2 separate regions of the Sus scrofa genome follow, and region 2 is linked to region 1. The links are chromatin contacts, called in public promoter capture Hi-C maps. All regions are on one chromosome and are shown on one strand. Each heading gives the region's core, a stretch centred on a gene start, on an enhancer-like site or on the middle of the called end of the contact. The rest is flanking DNA. Distances are from core to core; before and after follow the strand shown. Region 1 holds the start of CTNNA1 (catenin alpha-1). Region 2 holds the start of SIL1 (nucleotide exchange factor SIL1).

What was found. Promoter capture Hi-C pulls out the DNA fragments that hold promoters and counts their contacts.
Region 2: a promoter capture Hi-C map of fetal skeletal muscle shows a contact between it and region 1, with 4 times the contacts expected there. The contact joins the promoter of SIL1 here to the promoter of CTNNA1 in region 1. A contact is called at or near these places in 1 of 5 promoter capture datasets (fetal skeletal muscle) and 1 of 47 Hi-C or Micro-C datasets (heart right ventricle).

What each region holds. Positions count from the first base shown.
Region 1 is chr2:140,680,904-140,688,533 of Sscrofa11.1, forward strand. CTNNA1 (catenin alpha-1) reads left to right here and starts at 1,873. Exons shown (of 18, transcript XM_003123988.6): 1 at 1,873-2,017.
Region 2 is chr2:141,112,143-141,119,934 of Sscrofa11.1, forward strand. It overlaps SIL1 (nucleotide exchange factor SIL1), which reads right to left and starts at 6,059. Exons shown (of 10, transcript XM_021084842.1): 1 at 5,833-6,059.

The DNA of each region.
Region 1 (7,630 bases), core at 623-3,122:
TCTGCGGCTGCCTTTGTCAGGGCACAAATCCCATTTAGGACGCCTCTGCCCTCGTGTCCTGACTGCCGCACCTCAGGGAGGGGACACAGGTGTGCCTTCAGCCTCTGACAAACATTTCCAGCCAGGTTGGCAGGCCCTGGGGCCAGAGAGTTTGACAGGTTCTCTGGGGTCTGATCGCCCTTTGTTTTTCGCCAGGCAGGGCTCTAGAGACTCTGGAGCTGGAGACTATGGAGCCATAATCACTTCGTCTCTGGGGGTGGGGTTCAGGGGCCTGCTTGGTTTAATATTCCATTGCTGCTATCTTAAAATTGTTAGCAATTTTTGGAGTTCCCATTGTGGCACAGTGGGTTCAGAATTCAACTGCAGCAGCTTGGGTCACTGCAGAGGTGCAGTGTGTTCAAGGATCCTGTGTTGCCACAGCTTCGGTATAGGTCACAGCTGTGACTCAGGCTGCATTCTTGGCCTGGGAGATTTGACAAGCTGTGAGTGTGGGCATCAAATGAAAAAAAAAAAAAAAAAAACAAAAAACTGAAAACCTGTTAGTAATTTTTCAACAAGGGGCATCATAAATTGAGTAGCTGGTACTTGAGTGAAGAGATGAGTATACAAAATTATGGAGCATAATCCTTTAACTATGTCTTTTGTTAGTTCAAACAAGTATTTATTGATTGAATACTATGTTCTAAGGTAGCTAAGTGTAGCTGGAGGAAGCCACAGCCACTCCATGTAGGGGAGACCACAGGAGCAAAAGCTCTGAAGATGGAAACAGCATGGACTGTGGCTGGACAAGAATGGCCTCATTAAGGTTACAGTGGGCACTTGCACCTACAGAGAGTAACTGGGCCCCGCCTAGGGGATGAGCCTTGTGCTGGGTGCTGTAGGAGATACAGCTGCTGCCCTCCAGGAGTTTGCATTTCCTGGGAAAGGGAGATTTGAGTAGAAAAAGGTAAACATGCTGAGGGCAGGTCTCCCTAGCACCCTGTTCAGAGCTCAGCCCAAAACGAACAGTGGATACTGCTGTCATGCATAATTTTGGACTTAATAGACCAGTGCAGAAATCAACTCGTTCGTCATCCCATGATGGAGAAGGAAGTCATACCAGACTGAGAGTGTAGTATTTTTGGTTTTGTTTTGTGGTTTTTGGGGGGAGCGTTCAGTAGAAAGATAAGGAAGGAAGAGTGGGAATGAAATTCCCTAAATGGCCAGAGGGATAGGGATAGAAGCCAGGTCCTTCAAATGTGCGTGTGTGGGGAGGGGGACAATCTCAGGAGGTGATGCTCCTGTCACAAGCCTCTTGTTCTCCATCAGGAAGGCTGTTGGGTTTACCCATCTGTCAAGCGACCGGCTGAGTTGGGTGATTGCTAGGAGGCTTTCCCATCGCACATTATGAGGTCCCTGGAATTGGATTCGAGTTGCACTCTGCCTCAAGGTGTGAGGCTTCAGTTTTTCCTTCCGTAAAGCCAGGGAATGGGCCTGGAGCTCTTTTCTGGAAGCCTGTGCCCCGGGAACACCTGTGGCACTCGGAAGTCTGCGCCGCCGGGCCGCCGGGTCCCAGGGGCATCAGCGGGAGGTGGGGCCAGAGCGGGCGGTGCCCGGAGACTCACCTGTGCGCCGCGCGCTGACTCACCTGCCCTCCCCAGCTGGCGGGCTGTTCCAGGCACCCGCGCTCCTCCCTCCGCTCGGGGGTGGGGGTCTCTCCCGGCCAGAGTGCCCACTAGGGGCTTGGCAAGAAGAACCTCGAGGGTCAGGGGCAGAGAGCAAGAGGGCCTCTGGGGGGTCCGGGCCTGGCGGACCAGGCGCTCCGGGTCAGGGGCCACCCTGGCCAGCGGGGTGGCAGCGGGAGGCGCCGGGAAGAGCGCGCCGGAGGGAGGTGCCGGGAAGGGCGGGCGGGGCCCGGGACGCGGGGCGGGGGCGCCGGGCGGCCCATTTCCTCCCTGGAGCCGGACAGGGGCAGACAAAGCGGCGGCCGTTGGCTTCGGGCCTCGGGAATCTTCCTGCCTCGCCTCGCTCGCCGCAGGTAATTGCCTTCGCGCGGGTGTGGGCGCCCCTCGCTGGGCAGGGGGCTCCTCGGGCGGGCGGCCCGGGCGGTCCCCTTTGCGACCCCGCCTGGCCTCGGGCTCCGGGTGGGCGCCGCTGCGGCCTCCGGCCCGCTCTCGCCGCGGGGCCCCGGGCCTGGGCCCTGGTGGAGCGGGCGGGGCCGGCGCTTACTGGCGCTCGGGAAGTTGAGGGCCCGCGGCGGCCGGAGCAGCGCGAGCGGCAGGCCCCGCGCCGCCGCGGCGCCTGCTCTCGGGAAAGTTTCTCCGGGCTTGGAAACTTTGTTCGAGTAGCCTCGGTGCGCGCGCCAGGCCCGCGCTGAGCCCGCTCGGCCGCCTTCCTCGAGGGCAAGAGTCCGTGCGTGGTTCCGCGGGCGGGCGGGCGGCGGCGTTGCGTTTTCCGGGGAAGCGAGTGAGGTCTGTGGTTTCTGGCATCGCACCCCTCCCCCCGCCACCGAAACTTGCCGGTCAGGTGGACGGGGCGGCTGCTGGGCCCGCACCCTCGCGTTCCCGGCCCGAGCGCATGTGCGAGTTTGCGTGTCCCTTTCTCGGACACAGTCTGGCTGGGAAGGGGCGCCACACCCGTGTGGACTTTTGGCGTGTACATGTGAACCTTTGTTGTGAAATTCCTCGGACTTCTGTGCTGTGTAATTGGACGCCCTGAACTCTAATTAGTTCTGGTTTGCACGAGGGACGTTGGAATCTTTTTTTTGTTGATTTCTAAAGGGGTGTGTTTGTGTGGGAGAGGGAGAGAGAGAGAGAAAGGGAGAGAGAGAGAGGGAGAAACACTTGTTGGAAAAAATGTTGTCTGAATGCCTACTAACCTTGGTGTGGCAGGAATGGCTTCCCAATAATGCAGGCGGCAGTTGGCTCCAATCCAGGACTGAAACCCTATTATGTCCCTCTGCGTCTTTGCAACATTTTTTGGTGTTTGCTTTGTACAGAATTTACAATAATCTAGAAAAGAGTAAGGTATGTTCACTCTCTAGATTATTAAGGCGTTTCTTATGTGTGTTGAAGGAAGTGATTACATCACTGTATTGTTGCAACAGGATAGGCATTTCCATGGGAGGATCGTATGTTTAGCAGTGATTTTTGAAGATTGTATAGGTGTGTGTCACTTTAGGAAAGTGTGGATTTGTAAATCACCTTAGTGAGGATGTGGTACTTTAATCCATAGCTTTTGTCCAGTGATTTACTCTTTCTGACTTTTATCAAATTACAAAAATCATTTTTATCCACTTTCTTAAGGGCCCACAGTTGATTAAGAAATAGTCTCTGCCCCAAGAACCCACCGTGTAATAGGGAAGGGACACACAGCTTGGGTGTAGTGCAAGGCCGATGGCGATATGAACCACAACAGTAATGACCAAAAACTTGTGCGTGGGTCACACCTTACGTAATAATAATGATAAGAGAAACTCGTGGAATTGTGCAGGGGGATCTAGTAAGTTTTGTTTGGATAAGACCAGAGGGCTTCCAGGAGGGGACGGGCATTTGAACTGGTTAGAGCAGCAGTGGGGTTTTGTCGGGAAGAAGCATGAAAGGGCATAAAGGCGTTTGTGGAATTGGATTATAAATCTCTCCTGGTTTTCCTTATACTTTTGGCTCTTGTTTCTTAATCTTTCTGTTGTTGTTCAAACCACTTATATCCAAGATTCTAACGTATCTCAGCCCTTCACACCACTGATGTGGCATCATTCTCCCACCACCAGTCACATCTTTTTCCAGGGGTGACCTAGAGATCGGGGTGCCCTCTCCCGGGTTGAGGATCACTTCTGTACAGTCTCCCTGTCATCAAATGTAAGCTGAAGTCCAACACTTTGTGGGCTAAAGCTAAAGCTTCTATTTTGAGTGCAGATGTCTTAGCTCACCCACATGGTCAGCTGTGCATCAGAGATCTCCTTCAGTGTCCAGGGGCTTCGCAAACTCTGCAGGACCAAAATGAGATAAGTGACCTAACCTAGATATGGAGATGGGCAGTAACTGGCAGAGTTGAGGGATTTCTGAAAAGGAACAATAGTTAGTGACGGGACAGGCAGACCTGGATATTGGGGGTGGTGGTGGAGAGTCCTCTGATCTTAAAGGTCCTGAGATAGCAAAAAACTCCTTGTGTTTAGAGACCTAAGAGAAGGTTCGTGTAGCTTGGATGCATGCTTTGGGGGTAGGAAGGAGCCCTGGCATGAGATTGCCAGGGAACTCCAGGTCACGTGCCTGGATTTTATTCTAAGAGCTGTGAGAAGCCATTGTAGGAAGTTTCAAGATCTGATTTCCTTTTTAGGAAGATCACTCCTGCTGGTGCCTGCAAGGCTTGTGTTTGTGCACTAGTAGAAGTAGGAGGTTGATCCAGGAGGATGGTAGGAGTGAGGTGGTGGGGCTAAAGGGAGCTGTACTTTGGAGAAACGAGATAAGCCTTAGGGAAGGATTGGATGCAGCGGCCTAGGCCCTAGGCGGGTCTGTTGGTTTGTTGTTTCCTCATTGCTGCTCCTCCTCTGCTCCCACACCCAGTTTGGATTCCATCACTTACATGAGCTTTTAGTCATATCTCAAGTCCCCCTTAGCACTTTTCTGTCTGGTAGCAAACCTCTTCTCACCAGGTACATGGCACTTGATCTTATTACTGATATGCCTGTTGGCCTTTCTTGATAGAAGGTGAGCCTTGAAGGCTGATAGCCTTAGCCTTTGGCGTGTACCTGGCCTGGAGATGTTTAAAAAAAAAATAGAAGCATGTTGAATGAAGGATAAAAAGAGTCTTTTTTCTTCTGGAGTCTGGTTTATGAGTGGAACTCTGACAGATGAGAGGACAGTCAGATAGTGGAGGGCCTGGAATACTGGACCAAGAGACATCTCCAAGCCTTTCTTTAAACCTAGATCTGATCAGATGAAGTCCTTTCCTTCCTCTCTCCTCTTAGCATGAATTCCTTTTTGCCCTTCTCTCTGCTTCCACAGTAGTTTATTTATCAGTATTATTATTTTTGCTTTTTTTTTTTTTTTTTTTTTTTTTTTTTTAGGGCTACACCTATGGCATATGGAGGTTCCCAGGCTAGTGGTCTAATCAGAGCTGCAGCTGCCAGCCTATGCCATAGGCACAGCAATGCGGGATCCGAGCTATGTCTGCCACCTACACCAGAGCTCAGAGCAACGCCAGATCCTTAACCCACTGAGTGAGGCCAGGAATCGAACCCGCAACCTCATGGTTCCTGGTTGGGTTCGTTTCTGCTGTGCCATGGTGGGAACTCCTTCCATGGTAGTTTAGATTATCTTCTTTGAATTATTGAAATAACTTGTAGTTCTCTGGATAAGTTGTAGTGTTGTTTGCTTTGGTGCCTTTTTCGTATTTTTTCTTTTGTCAGGAGTAACTTTTTTCTCATCCATCTGACAAACAAATTTTTTAAAACCCACCTTAGACGTCACTGACTCTGGGCTTTAGTTTGGATCTCAGTGTTTCTTGGGTACCTTGTACATATTCTGTGGTAGCATCTTTAATGTCCTTAGGTAAATTTCTTATGGATGACTTCATCCTAACTGGTGATTTCTTAAATACCCCCCCCTTTTTATGGCCTTACCTTTGGCATATGGAAGTTTCCAGGCTAGGAATTGAATCGAAGCTGCAGGCTTCCACCACAGCCACAGCTATACTGGATTCTGAGCCACATTTGTGACCTATGCTGCACCTTGTGGCGAGACGGATCCTTAACCCACTGAGTGAGGCCAAGGATCAAACCTGCGTCCTTGTGGATATAGTCAGATTCATTTCCTCTGAGTCGTGATGGGAACTCCTATTTTTTATTTTTTTTAGAGCCACACCCATAGCATATGGAAGTTCCCAGGCTAGGGGTCAAATGGGAGCTGCACTGCCAGCCTACAGCATGGCCACAGCAACACAGGGTCTCAGCTGAGTTTGGGACCTATGCTTCAGCTCACGGCAATGCTGGATTCCTTAGCCACTGAGCCAAGCCAGGGATTGAACCCACATCCTCGTGAATACTAGTCGGATTTGTTACTTCTGAGTCAGGGAACTCCTATTTTAAATAAAACTTTAAAAAATTAAAGTATAATGTGCATGGAGAAAAGTGCTCAAATTAGAGAACTTGTTTAATGAATTATTTGAGTGAACACCACGCATAGCCACCATCCAGATCAAGAAACAGAAAAGTATCAGTACTCCAGAAATCCATCTCTGTCCCTTAGCCGTCTCTGCGCACTTGTCCGTTCCCTTCAGTTTTTATTCTGAGAATCCAGAGCATTGTCTTGTTTCTTTTGGCTGCCTGGGCCAGGGGTCAGATCTGAGCCACGGTTGCGACCTCTGCTGCAGCCGCGCTAACACCAGAACCTTTGACCTTCTGTGCTGGGCCGGGGATCTCATTTGTTTCCTGGAGCTGCGGAGACCTGCTCATCTTGTTGCACCATAGTGGGAACTCCTGGAACATTGTTGTTGATCTCTCAGTGTTTGCAAAAGTTGGTAGAATTTCTTAACATCTTCCCCTCTGCTCTTCAGTCTTTACATATAAGCGATATTCCTCTTTTGGGAAATTTACTACTATCTTGTTGTCGCACTGGTCTGATACTTAGATTGGCATTCAGGGTTTCTATGCTCTGGCTGTAACTTACTTTTCTTTTGGCCACGCCCTTGGCATGCACACATTCCTGGGCCAGGGACATACCATAGCAATGACAACGCTGGATTTTTAACTCACTGCATCACTAGGGAACTCCTCTAACTTACTTTTCAGCTTCATTTTCTATTGTAAGATGTTGCTACCTGTCTCTGCATCTCTGAGGCATTTTTTTCTGGAATGCTCCATCCTTCCTTCACGCAAATGTAGTCTGTCTGAAGGCTGATTTGTTTTTTTCCTCTTTGGGGCCTCACACCTGGCACATGGAAGTTCTCAGGCTAGGGGTTGAACCGAAGCTGCAGCTCCTGGCTTAGGCTGCACCTGCTGGCCTACGCCACAGCCACAGCAGTGCAGCATCCGAGCCGTCTCTGTAACCTACACCAGAGCTCACAGCAACGCTGGATCCTTAACCCACTGAGCGTGGCCAGGAATTGAATGAGTCCTCATGGATATCAGTGGGGCTCATTTCCACTGCACCGCAAGGGGAACTCCATGAAGGCTGATTAATATGCCTCCCCACCCCCTGCGCCTTCGTCTTATGAAAGTTCCCAGGCTGCAGTGACAACTGCCATATCCTTAATTCACTGCATCATAAGGGAACTCCTAATATGCTTTTTCTATTGAGACATTGGTCATTATTGCTAAAAGTGATCTTTTCTGAAAATTTGAATCAGATTATGACATTCTCACAGCACTACCCTGTTTTTTTTTTTTTGTGTTGTAACATTTACATAACAAAACTCAGCATTTAAATGGTTTTTATATTCAGTGGCATTAAGTACATTCACATCTGTCCACATCCGGAAAAATTATCTTAAACTGAAACTCCATATCCTTTAAACAGTAACTCCCCATTCCCTCTCCTGCAGCCCCCCAGCGACCACCATTGTACTTTCTGGCTCATTGAATTTGGCTTAAGTACTCTGCTTGTTTCACTTAGCATAATGCCTTCCAGGTTCACCCGTGTGGTAGCCTGTGTCG
Region 2 (7,792 bases), core at 4,809-7,308, 440 kb after region 1:
AACAAAAAAAAGGCAGCTGGCAGGAGTTGCTGTCCTGGCACAGCAAGAATGAATCCAACTAGGAACCAGAAATAAATCTGACTAGGAACCCTAAGGTTTCGGGGTTCAATCCCAGGCCTTGCTCAGTGGGTTAAGGACCTGGCATTACCATGAGCTGTGGTGTAGGTCGCAGATGCGGCTTGGATCCCACGTTGCTGTAGCTGTGGTGTAGGTGGCAGCTGTAGCCCCAACTGAACCCCTAGCCTGGGAACCTCCATATGCCACAGGTGTGACCCTAAAAAAAGTCTGCTGGCGGAGTTCCCCTCGTGGCTCAGCAGTGACAAAACCGACTAGTATCCATGAGGACTTGGGTTTGGGCCCTGTCCTCACTCAGTGGATTAAGGATCTGGCATTGCTGTGGCTGTGGTGTAGGCCAGCAGCTGTAGCTCCAATTAGACCCCTAGCCTAGGAACTTCCATATGCCATGGCTGTGGCCCTAAAAAGAAAAAAAAGAATGCTGGAGTTCCTGTCATGGTGCAGTGGTTAACAAATCCGACTAGGAACCAAGAGGTTGCGGGTTTGATCGCTGACCTTGCTCAGTGGGTTAAGGATCTGGCATTGCCGTGAGCTGTGGTGTAGGTCACAGACACAGCTCGGATCTCGCATTGCTGTGGCTGTGGTATAGGCCGGAGGCTACAGCTCCGATGAGACCCCTAGCCTGGGAACCTCCATATGCCAAGGGCAAGGCCCTAGAAAAGAGGAAAAAAAAAAAAAAGAATGCCTTCAGTCAAGACAGGGCCAGCAAGCAGACATCAGAAACATACCCCTTTCCACTTCTCTGTGGAAATGACAGGGGACATGGGCTAAATATCAAACATTACCCAAAAGCTCCAATTTCCAGTCCAGGAACACCTGAGCTCAGCTATGAGAAAGACCAAGGAGGCGCCAGAGAAGCAGTAGGTAAGTGCAAAACCTCAGAAGCCCAAGATCTGGAAGAAAATAAGGATAATAAAGAATAAACTCAAAAAAAAAAAAAAAAACAATCAGCTCATGTCCAGCCTCCGTGAAGAAGTCCAGGTAACAACAACCCTCCCATCTCCACCTTCACACACATTGCATTTCTTCTCCAACTCTCTTAACATCATTAGGCTTTGAGGGAGACAACATGGAATAACCCCAGAAATAGACAAACAACTTCTGCTCTGAATTGTTAGGAATATCCGTAAGCAAAGCAGAATTGTCATTCTTACTAATCCTCATGCTCAGATATCTAATCGCCAAGGAGTTTACTGGGCCTGCTACGCCTTTTTGGTAACAGCCTGCACACAACATGCTCAGTGATTAGAAACTGCTCTGCTGGTTGGCATATGGAACTAGTAAGGCCAAATCCACAGCTTTGACCCTTCTAAAAAGGCCAACTAGTTCAAATCTTTCCATGACCCCATTAGCTACAGCCAGCCATTGCATAAGAGGCCCCAAAAGGAATGAATAACAAAGGCGCTATCACTAAGGCATCTCCCATCTGGGAAAACTCAGTGATCTCTTCAATAGCAGGAACTCGCTTTCACTTTCGCATCCTTGACATTTTTCACTGGACCTGGCATCCAACTGGGCCTTGAGAAAATAAGCTGAATGGTCAAATATCCTACTAATGACTGCAGACTCTTGAGGGGTGGAGGTGGGCAGCACAGTGCAAGAGAAATAGCACTGGACTCTGGAGTCAGAACTGGATTTACAGATTGGCTGCTCCAAACCTTGTGACCTTGATCAAATCTCTTAACCTCAGCCTCAGTTACTTCATCTGTAACATGGGGATAATACCAACTACCTTACAAGGTTGATATGAGGACTGGATGAGATAATCTTCTCCTGCTTTTACTAGTTTGATGTTTGAGGTACTGAAAAAGCTTATAGCAATTGCTGGAACCTCTAGACAGAAAACAAGCCTTGATGACTATTTCAGTGAGAGAATAAAAGATAAGACCACACATTCTCAATGAGGGCAAAATCACTCCCAAGGGGGTGAAAACTGATTTTTAGGGAAGAAAAATCTTAGCTATCACAACAGTTTGTGGCCCTCCAAAAGGCCACAGTACATAAACAGACACACAGTATATCTGTGATACTGAAATTCTATTGTGGGGAGATGGGGTGCAATCAGGAAAAAAAAAATTTCAAAAGGTGATGAGAAAGTTCCCTTGTGACACAGCGGGTTAAGGATCCAGCATTGCTGTGGCGCAGGTGCGATGCAGGGTCTATGCCTAGCCTGAGAACTTACACGTGCTGCAGGTGAGGCAAAAAAAAAAAAAAAAAAAAAAAAAAAAAAAATGGGGGAAAGGCCCAAAAGATTGAGAAACACTTGATTTGATGTCCAAAGGCCTGGCCCAGTTTCTGCAAGAAACTGATCATACTGGCACCCTGATCTTGCACTTCCAGCCTCCAGAGCTGTGGGAAATAAATGTTATTTAAACCACCCTGTCTAAGGTATTCTGTTACAGCAGCCACTTCTCAGTGCCTCAAACAGCGCCTAGGGCACAATCAGGAGAAGGTGCGCAGACACAGCCAGCCCACACAAACCCACCCTGGTCTATGAGCTGCCTGGTGGAACCTGAAGGAACTGTAAGTCTGTGCCAAACACATTCAGTTGCTGCAGGATTCTCACTGTCTCCAAGGCAGAAAAGCACACAAGTGAGGATGTCAGGTATAAACGCGTCACACATCAGGCAAATTTTAGCAGGTTCCTCACATGTGTCCTGATCAGCCTGAATCTTTCAAGAGGTTTTTATCCCAAACACAAATTATTACGGTTGAAGCTAGGAATCCGGGGTTACCTAAAGGCCCACCTGAATGATAACAGGTTATTCTCCCCCTCTTCTCAGTAGCAAAACCCTTTGTGAAAGTAAATGAAGAAAAAGGCAAGAAATTCTTTCTTTAAATCCCGTATAATTAAAATAAGAAGCTCTATGCTATGGAAAACTAAGGCTTGCGGCTTAAAACGGACTCAGAGAAGGATAAAGCGTTCATCCTCACTCAGAAAGAGAAAAGATTAGCTCCACAAGGGCAGGTCTCCAAATTGACACCAAATCCAGAAGTTAGAGATGCCTGTGCCACTGAGCGTGATCTAAGCACCAGCTGAGGCCCGAGAAAAACCCCCAGGAATCTACAACCAATGGAGCCAGCAGTGTAAGAATGTTTAGATTAGCTTTCCTGAAAAGAGGCTTACTCTGTAAGACTGGGAGAGAGCCTCTGTCACGCAGCTTTACTTAAGAAAGGACAGAAAACGAATGAAGAAAAAGAAGGCAGGATGAGAAAGTCAGAGCATAAACCTACAAACATAATGAATGACAATAAGAAGACATCCACCTATTTGAAATAACTTGCCTTTAGAGACTATGATATCTTTTTTTTTCTTTCTTCTTTTTTTGGGGGGCAGGAGGGGGGAACACCTGCAGCATACAGAAGTTCCCAGGCTGGGGGCCACAATAGGAACTCCTTGATGTCTTTTTTAATATTCTCATTAATAGCAAATCTTCATTGAGGGTGAAAACAGTTATTGCAATCCTGCATCCCAAGAGGTCTCATGTGTCTTATCTCATATAACCACTCTTCAAAGTATTACTCCTGTTTTTATACAGGGGAAAACTCAGCCTAAAAAGTGAAAAACTTGTCCAAGGTCATATGGCTTATAAGTGATAGAATCAAAACTCATGTTCACCACACACCAAAAAACCCATTGGGTTCACTTTAAATGAACTGTTAACTCATCTGAAGACAAAGTCAGGGGACAAGGTAGCTTAACCGTTCCATTTGGGGTTTTAAAAAAATGAAACAGTACAGTATCATGTACTAATGAAAGTGATCTCTCATATGGTTCAAAAACATCTGCGAAGACAATTTCAGAGATAATTTTCAAAACTGGCTTTAGACAGGTGTTGCCATTGTGGCTCAGCAAGTTAAGAATTCAACACAGTCTCCTGGAGGATGCAGGTTCGATCCCTGGCCTCGCTCAGTGGGTTAAGGGACCAGTGTTGCCATGAGCTATGGCATAGGTCAAAGATGCAGCTCAGATCTGGCGGGGCTGTGGCCGTGGCATAGGCAGGCAGCCACAGTTCGGACTCAGCCCCTAGCCTGGGAACTTCCACCTGACGCAGGTGCGGCCCTAAAAAGACAAAAACAGTAACAAAAAAAAACCCAAAAAACGAAAAGCCTGCTTAGGACAAAGGCCCTATCACTTAAGTGATGCCACTCTCCACCCCTCAACCCCCACCATTTACTCTTACACACACCATTCCAAAGGAGACCAACACTCACTGAGAATTAAGTTCTGGCATGTTTTATTTTGAACCCTTTTGGTTACTTTTCAGTTTCACTTAATTAACCTTTTCTCCTGCCAATGCAAAACACAGGGGCTCAAAATTGGCCTCTGCATTTAAGCAAGTAATAGCTGGAGTTCAAGGACGGCTGGGAGGGGGAAGGAGGCAATAATCAGAGGACAAGGCAACCTCATTCCTGGGACCACATCACTACGAACATATTCCCCATTCCCAGTATCTGTAAAATGGGCACAATAGCTCTTTTCTGTTGCCAATTTCATCAGAACAACACATGTATTAATTAGCAGATTAATCTTCTAAACACCCAAAGGAAAAGTTAAAATAAATCTGATGTGGCAACACTTTTAAAACCAAGAGCCATGTTCTCAGCTGAAACCACAGACCAAGGCCTGATCCATGCTACACAAACATCCATTTTGATGTCCTCACACCCTGGCTCCCATCAAAATCCTATCCAATCTCCAAATCTGGCTATTTGAAAAAATCTCAGAAAAGACTTGCGTGGGGACAGCTAAGAAGACACGAGCTACAAAACACATCTTTCATATTGTCAAAACGAACACTGTCTTTATAAACATCAGTTTCTTCTCCTAAAAAACATGGAAGACGCCTTCTTTTAAAGCCTACCTAGTCTAGGTTTAATCCAACCTCCTCAATCCTCCAGAGAAGTTATTTTAGGCCAGAAAGCCAGAGGGACTTAAATCGAGGCCACGTATTTTAAAATATTTATTAGAAAACTAATCTTACATGAGTCACACTTATTATTTTTTAAGGCAGCCAAAAGTCCTCTAGCTCCCATTGTGCAAAGGAAGCCCCAATGACCTCACACATGTTGGGCATTTCCTGACTCCTTGTCTTTTCCACCTACAGCCCCTAAATTGGGGCACAAATTTCAACTGATTTTCGCTTGCCTTTTGAAGCAGATAATTTCAAGGCGAGGAAAGAGGACCTGAATCGGAACCCCCTGGGGCGGAGTGTAGGCGCCAACCCCGGTTTATACAAAACTCCTGTGCGTAAAACCCAGGAATAGGCCCAACCGCCTAGGTGATTTGAAACACACCAAAGTCTGTAACCCCTACGGTAAAGGGAAGTATTTCGTCTACCAAGGCAAAGGAAAACTCAAGACAAGAGTGGAAATACGACGCGAGGTAGGACGCAATTCCATATGGTAAAGAGACACCAGAATGGCAACACTGGAGCTGGTGGACAGATGCAGAAACTGAGGCCCAAAGAAAGGAACTAAAAGAGATGAGGACCCCACAGTCAGGTTCGGACCCCCGCGGCTTCCTCTCCTGGCCTTGAAGCAGGATCACTGCAGGCGTTCTGAGTGGGAGAGGTAGGGAAAGCGGCCCTCGGGCTGAGAAGCCAGGTCTGCCACCACTACTGAGGAGGCCGGAGCCCACTTGTACTTCCCGCTCGGGAGACACCACGTGTGAGGGGTGGGAGCCCCGGAACAGCACTGGCAGCGCGCTGGGCACCCAGCCGCGGCCCAGGGCCGGGCGGCCCTCACCGCCCCTACCTGCGGCTCCCCGCCCGGCAGCCGAGGGGCAGACACAAACCCCACAATTCCAGGCGGCCGCAGCGGCAACCAGCTCCCCGTGCGCAGACGCGGCGGCCACGGTCAGAACTTGCGCGCGCCCGGCTATTACGTCACTGGCTTCCTCGCCCAATTGTCTTCTTCCAGAACCGCGGCAGCCCCACTCCTCTTCCGGCACTCGAGGTGCTGAGCCCGGCTCCTCTCCGGCTTGTTAAGTCCCGCCCCCTAGCGTCTACATGAGCAAACCTCCTGAAACTTATTCGGCCCAGTATCCTTCCGCCGGTGTGAGAGACATCTAAAACAGGTACCCGCAGGCCTGGATTTGCTTCCAAGGTAGAACAGAGTGGAACTTTGAAGTTTCATCTCTGATTTCCCAACAGCTTAACTTTTTTCTAGCGGAAAGATCATCAGAAAGAAACCAGAGGTGGTAGGAAATAAAAATAGATCAAACTGGTATGACTCAGTTGGGATAAAGCTGAGTCTCAAGCAATAAATAGTCCTTAGAAAATTCATGCAGAATAGGCCACCTGCAAGTCACCTACTTTATATACTTATGTATTGTGCGAATTGACAAGGACCAATTATTTTAAAAATAAAAGTCACCTGCAGCTCTAATTCAGCTCAAAGCACTGAGTAGCTTATTTATACATGCCAGGTGTTGCAAATACATTATATTTCCTTCTCATGACGCTTTAAGATCAGAACTGTTATCCCCTTTTTATAGATGGGGAAGCTGAGATTCAATAAGTTGAAGGACTTAAGTGAAGTTTGTACAGTCCAAAAGCGGTAGAACTGGGAATTTATGCCAGATTTGGGTGCCTGCAAAAGTCCTGTTCTCTGATCCTGTTAGACCTTCCCCTTGCCTAGGCGCTTAACCTGGCAGGAAAAATGGGGTGCTCAGTCAGAGTCCAGACCCAGTGATTGCAGGTCCTTCAGAAGTGGAGAAAAGGGGGAGTTCCCATTGTGGCTCAGAGGATTAAGGACCCCAACAGTGACATGTCTGTGATGATGCAGGTTCAATCCCTGGCCTTACTCAGTGGTTAAGGATCTGGCATTGCTGCAAGCTGCAGTATAGACCTCAGCTACCGCTGGGATTGATGTTGCCATGACTGTGGCATAGGCCTCAGCTGCAGCTCGGGTTTGACCCCTAGCCTGGGAACTTCCATATGCTGCAGGTGAGGCCATAAAAAGGAAAAGAAAAAAGTGGAAAAAAGGATAATTTAAACAAGAGCAAACAAAAAACCTATGTTTGGTATTCCTTTCCCTTTCCACGTATTATGTGAGCTTCCAGCAGTTAATCTACCTTTTTTATTGCGTTTACTTCAAGCAGGTGGGAGCTTGGCTTTGCAACCATGAACGAAGTTTGGTTAGTAGCCTGGGAAGGGAGAACAAGCCCCTGGGTAACAGTTCAGTAGGTAGTGCCAGTTTATTAAAAAGACCTACAAGAGACATTCTTCTGCCACTGGGGAGAAAGGACAGGGAACAGTTCACATTTCCCGTGGAACACCCAGTGGACCAGTGACAGTAGCTGGGCCGAGGAATAATTCTAGATTGGGTCACTGCCTAGCATCATGAGGACAGATGATAAAGCAACAGATATCTATTGCATCAGGGATACGTTGCAAAAGCAACATGTAAATTACAATTCAGAGTGACACAAATTATAAAGATACTAATCGGAGTTCCTGTGGTACAGTGGGTTAAGAATCCAAATACAGGAGTTCCCATCATGGCTCAGTGGTAATGAACCTGACTAGGATCCATGAAGATGCAGGTTTAATCCGGCCTTGCTCAGTGGTTTAAGGATCCGTGTTGCCATGTGGTGTAGGCCACCAGCTGTAGCTCTGATTCAGTCCCTTGCCTGGGAACTTCCAAATGCCATGAGTGCAGCCCTAAAAAGCAAAACAAACAAACCAAAAAAAACAACCCAACTGCAACTGCA